2 separate regions of the Mus musculus genome follow, and region 1 is linked to region 2. Evidence: chromatin contacts called from public Hi-C data. All regions are on one chromosome and are shown on one strand. Each heading gives the region's core, a stretch centred on a gene start, on an enhancer-like site or on the middle of the called end of the contact. The rest is flanking DNA. Distances are from core to core; before and after follow the strand shown. Region 1 overlaps Mpp6 (membrane protein, palmitoylated 6 (MAGUK p55 subfamily member 6)). Region 2 overlaps Osbpl3 (oxysterol binding protein-like 3).

The links. Hi-C and Micro-C count contacts between places; a contact is called where the count stands out from the background.
Region 1: a Hi-C map of bone marrow-derived macrophages shows a contact between it and region 2, with 28 read pairs. The contact joins two enhancer-like sites. A contact is called at or near these places in 2 of 484 Hi-C or Micro-C datasets (bone marrow-derived macrophages and granulocyte-monocyte progenitors), 1 of 115 datasets of contacts at active chromatin or transcription factors (bone marrow-derived macrophages) and 1 of 9 other capture datasets (adipose tissue).

The regions. Positions count from the first base shown.
Region 1 is chr6:50,140,984-50,147,845 of GRCm38.p6, forward strand. Mpp6 (membrane protein, palmitoylated 6 (MAGUK p55 subfamily member 6)) reads left to right here. Exons shown (of 13, transcript NM_019939.2): 2 at 2,736-2,801; 3 at 4,791-4,909. The coding sequence starts at 4,793. Among named protein-coding and RNA genes, the nearest start is that of Mpp6, 34 kb to the left of the region's middle. Within about 2 kb of position 3,813, at least 10 of the 459 cell types and tissues checked have an H3K27ac peak or open chromatin away from gene starts, as enhancers often do. A contact at or near this core is called in bone marrow-derived macrophages, where this site is marked.
Region 2 is chr6:50,287,887-50,294,718 of GRCm38.p6, forward strand. Osbpl3 (oxysterol binding protein-like 3) reads right to left here. Exons shown (of 24, transcript NM_001347213.1): 24 at 5,441-6,832. Among named protein-coding and RNA genes, the nearest start is that of Gsdme, 30 kb to the left of the region's middle. Within about 2 kb of position 4,020, at least 43 of the 459 cell types and tissues checked have an H3K27ac peak or open chromatin away from gene starts, as enhancers often do. A contact at or near this core is called in bone marrow-derived macrophages, where this site is marked.

The DNA.
Region 1 (6,862 bases), core at 2,563-5,062, 150 kb before region 2:
ACCAATACAGTGAATTGTTTAAGGAAAGAAAAGTAAGGGCATATGTGGGAAGATCTACTATAAAAGTAAATATCAGGACACGGCCACAGACTCCTAAATTCAAACAGCTTTAATAAGCAAGCAGGAATATATTTCAGAAGAAAGTATAATAAATATCATAAAACACAACGATAATAAATATAGATCTGGATGGGATTAGTGGTTTTTTTTAAGAAATATTTTCAGTTTATCAAATAAGAACAAAAATCTTACGACATAAAGTATTTTGTATGTAATAGAGCTTATCTAAAACAGTTACCTGGTGTCTTAGTCAGGGTTTCTATTCCTGCACAAACATCATGACCAAGAAGCAAATTGGGGAGGAAAGGGTTTATTCGGCTTACATTTTCCACATTGCTGTTAATCACCAAAGGATGTCGGGACTGGAACTCAAGCAGGTCAGAAAGCAGGAGCTGAAGCAGAGGCCATGGAGGGATGTTCTTTACTGGCTTGCCTCACCTGGCTTGCTCAGCCTGCTCTCTTATAGAACCAAGACTACCAGCCCAGAGATGGTCCCACCCACAAGGGGCCTTTCCCACTTGATTACTAATTGAGAAAATGCCTTACAGTTGGATCTCATGGAGGCATTTCCCCAACTGAAGCTCCTTTCTCTGTGAAAACTCCAGCTGTGTCAAGTTGACACAAAACTAGCCAGTACACCTGGGATAGTTAAAGGAAACAGGCCAGTGTAGGCAAAGGGCAGGGGCAGGACACTGACACTTAGCAAAGTAAGACACAGCATGAGGGGTGAATAGGGAGCTGGGTGTGACGCCACATGCTTGTGACCCCAGCATGCAGACAGAGGCTGAGGAATCAAGGGTTGAAGACCATCTTTGAGTAGATAGCAATTTTTGGTTACAGCTTTTAAAACAAACAAAAAGCACCCCCGCCCCAAACCCATCGAAAAGAAAGAGAAAATGGAAGGGTACATCTTTTCATACAGGATAACATCCTGTGTACCAAGTGACATATCAACCAGCTTTATGAAAGGATTACAGGAGAGACAAGGAAATGACATCAATGTACAGTAATAGCAAGGGGCTTTAATAAACCACGTGGAATACAAAGTAGATCAACTGGGCAGTGAGGGGCTAGAAGATCTAAACTTAATCACTAGATAGATCCTATTAGATGTATGGTAGGTTTTGATAATTATAGTTAGAGAATATGCAGTGAGTGCTGGAATATATCAGAATTTTAAAGTAAGCAAGCTTGTAAATAGTGTAGAGCAGTGGAGGCTTATGTACACTGGGGAAAGAGATGCAAGCTTCGGGGCAGGAAGCATCAAAAAGGGGCCATCTTTCTGTTTTATCTGAAAGATGAATATGTTCACTATCTTAATATTCTTATAGTCTTGCAATATATATCAAAGTATATACTTTGTATATGTAGCACACTTAAAATTTAGAGACCTTTAAAAGATAAATGACTGCAAAGCATATTGTAAGTTGGTATTATTTCTTCAAAATACCAATTTATAACCATACTGATAAAAAATAGTCTCTGATATAGAAATCTTACGACCAGAAATTTTACCTATAGAGTACTCATAAAACCACACAACAATCACAATAACATAAATAGTTGGAAACAACGTAAATGTTTCATAGAAATTGGTTAAATAGTATGTTTAGATAATCTTCATATTAAAGTATTGTTACTTCATGCATGCAAAAATCTTCAGCATCTCTACAGATGAAGTATCCGGGCTGAAGAGGGGTCCTGTGGTTTCAGAGCATCAGTTGCTCTTGCAGAGGAATGAGTTTCCAGCACCTAACCTATGGTGGCCCACAACGACCCATAACTCTCAAATCCAAGGATCCAACGCTGCCTTCTGTCCTCAACAGGCACCAGCCACTTATGTGGTGCACATATGTGGTGCATAGGAAGACAGTCACACATATACAGTAAATGCATCTTTTAGAAAATGAAGTCTATGTGTTGCTTTAGGATGCATGGTGATTAGGGAAGTCTACAGTGTTGCTGTACCTCAACCACATATGATGTACATAGAGAAGCAGAGCTGCCGTGGTGGCGAGACTGACTTCCGTGTTCTTAGAAGAGAGAGAAGGACCTGAAAGGGAGCAGCAGTCCACACCTTAAATGGCCACGAAAGCTGCTTAGTACTCACTGCTGGCAAGACTTACATGAATTGCTATGAGGATTTTTTGTTTGTTTGTTCTGTTTTTTTAATCTTTATCCATTTAATTGTGAATATTCTTAATTTTTGCTACAGTTAATTTAATGTCCTAACATGTTTTCTTATATAAAGAATAATTAATGATTAACCATATCTACAAGGAAAAACTATTACTAAACATATTGGTAAATCTGACTAAAATAGTTAAATGATGAAAATTAAAGATGGTGATATCTAGATGTTTCCAGACTCAGTTGATATACAAGATTTTATTTATAGTATAAAAATAATTTTATGACTATACAATTTTTAAAATTCCCTAAATGAACTCAAAGTTGTTAATCTGTTACAAGGAAGAAAATGAAGAGAAAGTAGATCTTCAGTTCAGAATTGTTCCATAAAGTTACTTAGTTGAGGTCACTGGTAGAAGAGAACCGTTATGTTCTGGTGCATAGAGATAACTCGGCTGAATCTCAAGGCAAAATGTTAGGAAAAGGATTAAGATTGTTGCACACAAAATCAGTCAAAACTAAAACTTAAGAAATTCTTTTCACAGTAACACAAGGCACATTAACATCAGGAAGAAGTCTATGAGAAGACCTCAAAGCTTCACACGAAATCGGTAAGTTAATGAGAGAGTAAGCCTAACAGCTTGCGGTTCCTTAGAACAGGAAGCATGGCGACTGCCATGAGGTGTACACTGTGGAAGATTGTGTATGTCTGCCTCATCTTTGTCTCTCTTTAGGGAAACATGTAGGTTTTTCTTCAATAACAAAATATTTGTAGAAGATAACAGTAGAAAACATTTCTGTAAAAGCTATTCTGCTTCAGTGATATAAACAGTTAAACACACCACTTCTGCCATAACCGTGTAAATAATTCACGGGAGTAAATATATAGTTTGAAAACTATGGTTAAGATACATTGAAATGCTATTTTTTTTTTTTTTTTGGACTGAAAATACACTATTGAGAATCTTTGATATACCAAACTGAATCCTAATTCTTGGCAATTCAGCTAGGAGCAAGACAGGCATGATTTCTGCACTTCTCAGAATTTAACAGGAAACTGTTTTGAATAAAGTCACAGTATTATATGTGTTTGGCTGAATTGTAAAGTACTATGGATGGATGAAGAGAAAGAGAGAGAGAGAGAGAGAGAGAGAGAGAGAGAAGACTAATTCTAATTGTAGCAGCCAGTGAGGTTGAAAATTTGCTTCCGCAAGATGAGTATGAATTAGCTGTGCAAAGGTGATCAAAGTGGTCTTATACAAATGGTGGTAAAGAGGAGAGGATTTGTCTCAAGACTAAGGAAGGATTGGGTGGTTAAAGCTATAAAGGTGGCTGTATGTAGATTGAATCCAGCAATGTATTAAAAGGCTTAAAAGCCTTAAAATTTACATTTAAATTACTTCCTTATGGGTCATTACCATAGTTTGGATCTGTAATGACCCTCCCAAAAGTTCCCAACACATGATGCTGTTGGGAGGTAGCAAAACCTTTAAGAAGTAGGGCCTCATAGGAGATTTTTATTGAGGCATGCGCTCAAAAGTTCTGGTAGGTACCTTGGTCTCTTTCTCTTGCCCTGGCTATGAAGTAAACAGCTCTGCCCTGCCATGGGCTTCTGCTATGGTGTGCCATTACTGGCCCAAGGCAATGAGTCAATCAGTCCAATGTGGAAACTTCAAAACTGTGAGTCAAATAGCCATTTTCTCTTTTAAGTAGCTTGTCTCAAGTATTTTTGACAGTAAGAGGAAGCTATCAGTTATAGCTAGGCTGCATTGATGGTCTAGTCAAGATATGACTATAGCCAGGTAGAAGGGAACAAATGGATAGATTGCTGAAATAATTGAAGGGTGGGATTGGCTCATTCTTTTGTCTAAGTTTCTGCTTCTACAGTCTCCAAGCTTGGATGTGTTTGTTAGTCTCATGCTTTCTCCCTAGCTATTTGTTTTCTCCTCTTCCTCCTCCCCCTCTTCTTCCTCTTCCTCCTTTTTAACTCAGATACTTTGCTGGTCTTCTAATAGGAATCTTGAAAGGAATAAAAACAGTAAAAATGTTGTCAATCTATGTTGTCATCTTTTTGTGTATTGAATTTCATTTAGGAACTTAGTTTAAATATTTTTATGTTGCTGTAATGATGCTACATACTTTCTAGTGTCTTGTGGTTGACAGCTCAGGAAACCTCATATATTTTTAAATGTAACTTTTAGTTTTCTACATTTTCTATTTTAGTATATTTTGTAACTTAAATCCTATTGGAATATCCACTTTTCCTTTCTTAAGAATTTGAAAAGTATTGTCGTATTCTTTTATATTAGTGATTCTTAGTACAAAATTTGTCTTCAATATATTTGAAATGACTTATGTAGTATAATTTTATGATTTCCTCATATCTGAACGTCTTACTTTACCTTTAAGTGGCTATCACTCTATTTAGGGAAAGTATTGATTTTTCTGTATTGCTCTGATGTATAGTCACTCTGGAAATTCTCAAAATGAAGTAGCCGTTGATTGGCATATTTTAATTACAGTGTGATTGCCTGATTTCTATTTGGGTTTTCCTTTACTCATGTATTCACTAATTTCTTATCTGGCTTTTATCTCATCAGAAATGCAGCAAGTTTTGGAAAACCTTACAGAGCTGCCCTCATCTACAGGAGCAGAGGAGATAGACCTAATTTTCCTCAAGGGGATTATGGAGAATCCTATTGTGAAGTCACTTGCTAAGGTATACTAGTTTATTCATAAGATTATTGAATGGCTTTGAAAATGCTTTTATGGAAATCTTTTAGTGGTCCCCGTTTTGGAATTGAGTTGATATACCTTTCTGCATAGTTAGCAAATGACACTTGTCCCATGAGATGCAAAGATAAGGTTTACTGCCTTTTTATTCTACCTGTGGAGACAAATAACTCTCAGCTTTTGTCCCATTACCTTAAAGTTTAGATTTTTCTTGCATAATCCTGATATTTTAAATGTATTTTCTTAATCAACTTGGGAGCAAAATTACTCACTTTTTACAACCATATTCATGGTTTTGTTTGATTTCACTTACAACTTCCTGATATTTGCTTTGAGCATAGAGGAAGCTCAGTGTGTTTCTTGCCTGTTTCACACCTGCTGCCCCATGCTCAGAGTGGCTCTCAGTGTTTTTGCTTCCAGTGAGCCAGGCTGATGGTCCCCAGTGGCTCTGCTATGGGGATCCACCTTCTCCTCTTTGCTTTGTACTGCTAGAGTGCTGCTCTCACCTATGTGGGGTTGTTTGGTTTTGCTTTCATTTTTCATCTCTTTTTGTGTTTTAAGGCTTCTAAAACCATACCTTATCTACTGGTAAAAATGAATTAATGTGGCTCATTCTTCACATGATGAGGTCATGTGGTAAAAGTCATTTTCATAATATATATACTTAATATTGCTGTGTTTTGATGATATCCAGGAGAGTGTGTACTTCAGCATTCAGCATGCCCTATGGCTTACTGTCTTGAGGTCAGCTTAGGCCTGTTGAAGTAAGGAGGGTATTTAGGCCCACCTATAAAGGGTTTGCCTTGGGCTCCTGTTGTCAGCAGGCCTTTTACTCTTCCCTTGATCTTACATTGTTGATTGCCACTTTTTATTGTCCTTAATCTCACATTTAAATCTTTTAGGTAGATTTAGAAATTTTAATAACATGTAAGACATTTTACAGCACGCTTGTAGTTTCCAAAGGTCTTTAACATACATTAGAGTAAATGACAGAGATAAGGGTTAGGACAGGTATTCTAACCTTGCCTTTTAACTTCCCTGCTCTATTTAGGTCAACATTGGGTGCTAGTGTTTATGTGTATTTATTCTCAACAACTTCTGTAAGTGAAAAATGGGTTGGTTTGTGTCACCTATGATGGGCTCTCAGGGGATTATCAGGTCACTACTCTTAGCAGTTGAAGTGGTTAGTTTACTGTTGTACATATTAGGAGCAGCTATACTCTCTTTGATTAAAAATACTGGGCAGATAACACAGGAGGGTGAAGTGCTGTGCCAGTGTGAGAACCTGAATTCAAATCCTCAGATCCCACCTAAAGCCTCTGTGTGTGTGTGTGTGTGTGTGTGTGTGTGTGTGTGTAAGGCACATGTGTGTGTTCATTCCCAGTGCTTCTGTGGAGAGATAGGCAATAAAGTCATAAATCCTCAAAGCTTGTTGGCCTATGGCCCTGGCATAAGAAGCAGCAAAAACCAGAGAGACTCTGTTCCAAGCAAGGTGAAAGGCCAGGACTGGTATCCTAGGTGGTTCCTGCACTTCCTCTATGGCATAGTGGGTGTATCGCTCTCTTTCTTGTCTGTTTATCTCTTTCACACACAGTATAGGTCCACAAAAGATGAAAAAACAGAATCAATAATATCCAACATTCAAGAAGACTTTTAATAAATAAAACTAGTGGTAAATACTCCTACACGTAAAGACTTGCCAGGTGAGAAGGGAGCTTCTGAGAAGGTCAGTTACAGCATCTGGTACTATCATAACAAGTAAGAAATTGAAAAGAAACACAAATCTAATTGACATGTTAACTCTCAAATACAGTATTTGAAATCATCTCATTTGATGGATATAAATATTAGGAGACTAAATACAGAAGGAAAGAATTGCCAATTTTGCAAATAGATGAACAGAAAAATCCCAGGTGAAACTCAAAGTCAAATCAAAATA
Region 2 (6,832 bases), core at 2,770-5,269:
CCTCCAGGTTGGATTTGAACGTTCAGTGCCTCCCTGCCTCAGGTTACCTAGCACTGGGGTAGTAGGCATGTAAATTTTCTGTTCCTTATCTTACATTTTGGCTCTTCGAGTCAGTATCTGCTATGTAGCTAAGGCTGGCCTCAAAGCTCGTAGCAATCCTCCCGTCCTATCCTGTAGAGGCATGTACCGCCATCTCCATGCCCAGTAAAATGTCTATTTCTAAAGTAAAATGTCTATTTCTAAAACTAATGAGTGCCAACCATTTTATTGTGTTGTTACATGATTTTATAATTATTTAAATTTTAACTATTTTTTAAAAGTAATTGCGTTAGTTATCCGTTTTGACACAATATCTGAGATGCACACATTAAAAGAAGAAAGGGTTTGGCTTGTGATTTCAGTCTCAGCCTATGGTCATTCCACCTTATTACTTTTGGACCTGGGGTGAAGTTGAAGAGCCTAGTGAATGGGAAGCTGGGGGCAGAGGAAGCAGTCACCTCACAATAGCCAGGAGGCAGGAAGAACAGTGGAGGGGGTGGGGCAGGGAGGGGCTTGAGTCGTCATATCACCTTCAAGGGCCTAACACAGTGACTCAATTCCTCTACCAGCCTCACCTCTCAGAGGTTCCACTACTTCCCAATAGAAGTACGGCCTAGGAACCAAGTCTTCAAAAGACTGGCTCTGGGGGACATTTAGGAGGCAAACAATAACAGCAACCACACATCTTTATGACTCGGTAAATGAGTAAGAACAACTGCCAGGAACAGCATATGGGTTCTGGAGTTTTCCTGGACTCTACCAAGCTGGTTTCTCCGCCCAGGTTAAACTCTTACATGTGAAGAATGCTAAGTATTTTAACCAATCAAACAAAACAGCTAAGACGTGAACACTCTGAAATTGCCACAGAGATGATCCTTCTTGCGTGCCTGTGATGCCCCAAAGCCTGGCCCTTTATCTGGACCCCAAGGCACACTGATTAAGTGACAGGCTTTCAGGGACACTTCAGAGAGCAGAAACAGAAAATGCCACTTAGGAAGTGACTCTTTGGAATTCTGGTTTGTTGTTTCATTAAAGATTTACTTTTTTAATTTTATGTGTTTGAGTGCTAAGTTAGGGTTTTACTGCTGTGAAGAGACATCATGACCAAAGCAACTCTTAAACACACAACATTTAATTGTGGCCGGCTTATAGGTTCAGAGGCTTAGTCCACTATCATCACAGTGGGAAGCACGGCAGAGTACAGACAGACATGGTGCAGGAGAAGGAACTGATAATTCTACATCTTGGTCCACAGGCAACAGAAAGTGACTGGATTCTATACTGGGCAGAACTTGAGCATAGGAGACCTCAAAACCTGCCCCAACAGTGACACACTTCCTCCAACAAGGTCACACCTATTTTAACAATGCCTCGCCTCCCAATAGTGCCACTCTGTGGGTCAAGCATTCAGACACGAGTCTATGGGGGCCATACCTATTCAAACCACCACATTCCACTCCCTGGCCCCCACATGCTTGTAGACATAACAAATGCATTTAGTCTAACTTCAAAAGTCCCCATAGTCTATCACAGTCTCAACAATGTTTAAAGGTCCAAAGTTCAAAGTCTCTTCTGAGATTGATGCAATCTTTTAACTGTAATCGCCTATAAAATCAAAGTAAAGAAACCAGATCACATATTCCCAATATACAGTGGCACAGGATGTAAATTACCATCTCAAAATGGAGGGAAGGGAGTGTAGTGAGGAAATACTGGACCAAAGCAAGACCAAAAAACCAGCTGGGCAAACTCCCTGCCATATATTTGGCCCCAGTGGCTTTCCTTAGATGTGGAGAAAGATCCAACGCCTCTTTCAACACAATGGCCTCTCTGGACCTCCATGCAGGGATACCCCTGATACATTCCTGGCCTCTGCAACTTTGCTTAGTATCAGAGGGAAATTCCATCCTTGATTCTAAAGACGGAATCATGTGGCTGAAGCTGCCACGTTCTGCTACATGCTGAGGCCAGAACATGTCCCCTTGTTTAATTCTATCTTCACCAGCTTTCTGTTTGCCATGGATTCCTTAACTGCCTATGTTTGACTGTTCTGAAACTTGTTCTGTAGACCAGGGTGGCCTTGAATTCAGAGATCTCCATGCCTCTGTCTCCCAAGTGCTGGAATAAAAGGTGTGTACCACCACCACACCTGGACCTAAGCTTTTCTTTAATTCCATTTACTTATAGATCTTTATAAGCATGGCTACTATGCCTCAAGATCTGGATTAAAGATGTGTGTCAATTAATGGTGTGATGAAAAGCATATGGCATCCCACCTCAAGATCTGAATCAAAAGCCCTTGTCTTTCAGCCTCAAGATCTGGATCACAAGTGTGTCCTCTATGTCTGGACTGCAGTTCATTCTAGATATAGTCAGGGTGACCATGGAGAATAGCTATCACAGTCTGCCCCTTGGCAACTTGACATACAATCATATCTTCTTACATCCAAATGAAAACAATAGCCCTATCATAATCATGATATAACTATCCCTCATACAACCACAAACAAAAACTCGGGTCATAATAATGCCTAATATAATATAACTATCACTTGTACAACTACAAACACATTGCAAATTTGGAATAGGTGTCAATGTCCTTTGGGGAATATATTTTGGTATCTCAAACTTAAATATGATAATTTGTGTTAAAGAAATTGAAAGAAAACACAATTATTTGTATAAATACATTCTTAAAATACAACAGAAGTACTCATGTCAACTATAATCCTCGCTTCTGTAACTGGTCATGTGGCTTAGATGGTATTTATAACTACCTTCCTCTACTACCCATTCTCTATTTCCTTCATCCTCTGCATGCAGGTCTTGGATCTTTTCCTGGGGAAGTGAGCCACACCTTCATTCCTGATGGGTCTGTGCCCTTTGTCATCCTGCTTGGGTCAGGCTGTTGCAGTTGCCCATTGACTTTACTCACAGGACACTAGCACTGAGATGCCCTAAAGGATCTCCTACACTCACGACATCATCTTTCTTACCTCTTGAGCCAGGCGGCCAAAGTTCAAATCACCCTCAGCACCATTGACTTCCATGTTCCTACTAGGATGGCTAATTAAGCCACACTGAAAGCACTCTACTGCTTTCCTAATCCAATGTCCCCAAGTCCACATTCCTTCAAACAAAAACACGGTCAGGCCTATTATAGCAATACCCCAGTCCCTGGTACCAACTTCTGTCTTACGGTTTTATTGCTATGAAGAGACATCATGACCAAGGGGACTCTTTTTTTGCTTTGTTTTTGGATTTTTGTTTTTTGAGACAGGGTTTCTCTGTGTAGCCCTGGCTGTCCTGGAACTCACTCTGTAGACCAGGCTGGCCTTGAACTCAGAAATCCACTTGTCTCTGCCTCCCAAGTGCTGGGATTAAAGGCTTGTCCTCTTTTTTTTTAAGGCTGTAGAAAGACTGAGAGATCGGTTGTATTTCAGACATGGTAGGCTGCAACAAGAAAAATAGGATCTGTGGACCAAAGGCATTTGTACTGATGTGACAGGCAGGCCATGATGATGTTATCAAAGGAATCCCAGTGGCTTAGTAAGAATGGAAGACTTGTTTTGTTTTGTACCACTGGCCCGAGTCTCTCTCTCTCTCTCTCTCTCTCTCTCTCTCTCTCTCTCTCTCTCTCTCTCTCTCTCTCTCCCTCTCCCTCTCTCTCTCTCCCTCTCTCTCTCTCTCCCTCCCTCTCCCTCTCTCTCTCCCACTCCCCCTCTCCCCCTCTCTCTCATTCTAGTAGAACATTCAGAGCTGATATGGCAGCTCAATAGTGTAGGTTGACCAGTTATCTCAGTTTATCTAAGCCTACAGCAGCTCCTGCTTAACAGGACTCTATGATAGAACAGAGAATGACCTGGGCAAAGCAGGATGGGTTGTTTTGCTTTTGGTGTCAGGCCCCTCCTATCTCTTCCCTGTCGCTGAGACCCAGACTTCCTCTAGATTCATCACCAATTTAGAGGAACTGCCATTCGCTCTCCGTGGACCATGTGGGCAATGTCTGACCACACTCTGATGAGTGACTAACTTACTAGCTTGCCACCAGATGCACGGCTTCTAAAGGCAGAGAAATGTCTGGGTTTAGAACTCTTCCTTGCTCCATAAATGTACCTCCCAAGACTCCATCACAGCAGCAGCTGGGGCCTCCTTACGTGCAGCCCTTTAAAAAAGTTCCTGAGCAATAGCTGGGCACGGAAGCACACACCTGTAGTGTCCACCCTGGGCAAGAAGTGAAACTCCTTTGCAACCGAATCAAAAGAAATTTGTTCCTAGGCAGCAGAACAATTGTGTCCCAGACCCATGGTGGTGCTAAAATGCTGATCAATACTGTGCCCTGGGTTGCCTAGGTTTGAAATACCCGGAGAAAAATTGTGTGTGTGTGTGTGTGTGTGTGTGTGTGCGTGTAAATTACTCCGAGGACCTTAACCGAATTTAAAGAGTCTTAATTAATGTATCTTTCTCAGTCTCTGAGTTTAAATGACAGCAAGAAGAGCCTCCTCTCAGCTCATTAAAACCATTACATGAATGGTTGATTTGAGACCTAGGAAGGGACAGCTCTTCCAGCCAGTTCTGGATTGTCTAGCAAAGTGGCATGTACCTTCAAAGCCACACTCCTGATGGGCCTCCTTTCTGGGAGCTCCATTTGCCACTGAGGCAGCATGGGCTTCTTGTCTTGTTAATCTCCCATGTTTCACACTTGCTCTGGGCCCTTCATCTCATTCTCTTGAATCTGTTGGGTTGGCCTGTGTTATGGGAACGCCAGGTGGGGAGACAGTCCTGGCTTGCTCATTACTGATGTCCGTGAGTACAATGGCAGGGGTATAGTAAGAACGTGACTGAAGATTTAAACTTGAGGTATATTATCCAAACTGTCTCCTCAGTTGTCTGGATCATGATGCTTTAATACCAACATGAGCAAACAGTGGCCAATAATTTCAAAGTTCTTAGGCTGCTTTTCAGATATTCTTTAGCACCACTCTATTGTAAACAATGCTGGGACACACCAACTTGAACCAAATGGAGTTCACTGGATGCTCAGGGACGCACCTTAGAGAGGGACGTGCATAGGTCAGTCACGATTTGTATGACTACACAGGCATAATCAATTAGCACTCTTCCATTTCATGTTCTGACACAGAGGAAATAGTATTTCCATAGCATAGTAAGGTGGGTGGAGTAGGGGATCCTTTGGCTTCTAGTGCCTATTCCTAGAGCTGAGAATGCTGGGAAATGCCAGGAAGAAGACTACAGCAACCCAGGTCTTCCCAAGTCACTGTCTCAGTGTGCATCACTTTAGGTGAGCAGCTATGTTCTTCTAGACAGACTCTAGCCAGCATCTTGCTGCCTTTCCGTCAACCACAGCTACACACAGCCAGGAAAAACAAAGACAAAGGCAGCCTTTGCTGTATTCTTTATTCTCAGTCAGTGAGCTACACAGTAGGGCAAGACAACAAACTAAAAGGAGCCGCTGGAGAATCGAAATGGGAGTGGGGAGTGGGGTATGATTTAGATTTTACAAATGGTTAAATAGAAGATTTACAAGTATCATTTTCCCCAAAACATGTCCTGTGGGCTAACAGAGGAAGATTAAAAAAAAATCATCACAAATGAAGCGAATGAGTCACTTCTGACAACTGTATCCCCTAAACCCAGTTTCAAAAACAAGCAAACAAAAAACTGGCTTGCACTTTAGACCATCTTGATTTGCAGACACATTTGATAAGGTTTTCCAACAAAGATAATCACTGATTCGCAGGATCGATACAAGATAGAAAACAGAGCGTGTGAAAATAGCTTTGATCTACTAGCAAAAATAGATTTATGCTGATGTTGGTATTAAAAATAAAGACATTCGAATAAATTCTGACCAAACACTGTAGCCTGTATTTCTAACTAAGATCACGAGAGCAACTTAGAGCCCTGGCTGGTAGCTCGAGGGTGTGAGGACAGTATCTAATAGCTACAGTCCCTCAGAGAGAGTGTGTGGTGTGCACAGTAGGCCTACATTAAGAAGCAAAGTAGCCCTCACCTCTATTTTTGGCTTGACTTCTTTAAGGGTAGACTGAAACAATGCATCATAAATCTGACAAATACAAAGGAAGACAGTGCTAGAAGGCTGAGCAAATGATTTATTGGAAGTAATTAAAAATAGGATATGAGGAAAACAGAAGCCTAAGTGGAGTTAACATTTAAAAAACTCAGTTTGTGTAGTTTTCCATCAGGAAGCCCCCAGAGGCACTGGAAGGCTTGGGGATTGCTGAGGCATTCTTGCTACTTAGTAGGTAATTGTATTTATGACCTAGAGTGAACCCCCATCTGTTTAGTACAAGAACCCTCCTGAGACTGTTGAATGGCAAGCTGTTTAGTTAATACCAGGCTCCCCCTAGTGTCTCAAAAAGCACACTGCATTCCATCTCTTTAGTTAGTACCTGACCCCTGGTGTCTGGGATGTGAACTGCCAATGTTTAGTTAGTACCAGGAGCATCCTAGCATCAAGATGTGAACTGCAGGAAGAAGCTGCACTGAGGCTTTTATTACGACAGGGCCTGTGGAGGGAACTACACTACTCCTTTGCCACACTGAAGATACTCATTCCTTAACGATACCTTGCAGATCGGGGTTGTGAGTACTGAGAAGGTGCAGTTTGTGGTTAGCACAAGGTCCTGCTACTGGGAGAACATCTGTGACTTACCATAAACTTGAAATAGGATAATTAGAATGAAAGGGGCTGAAACATGCACATCAAATGGTGCAGCGATTGGCATTGTGTACTGGAGTAAGTCAGGAG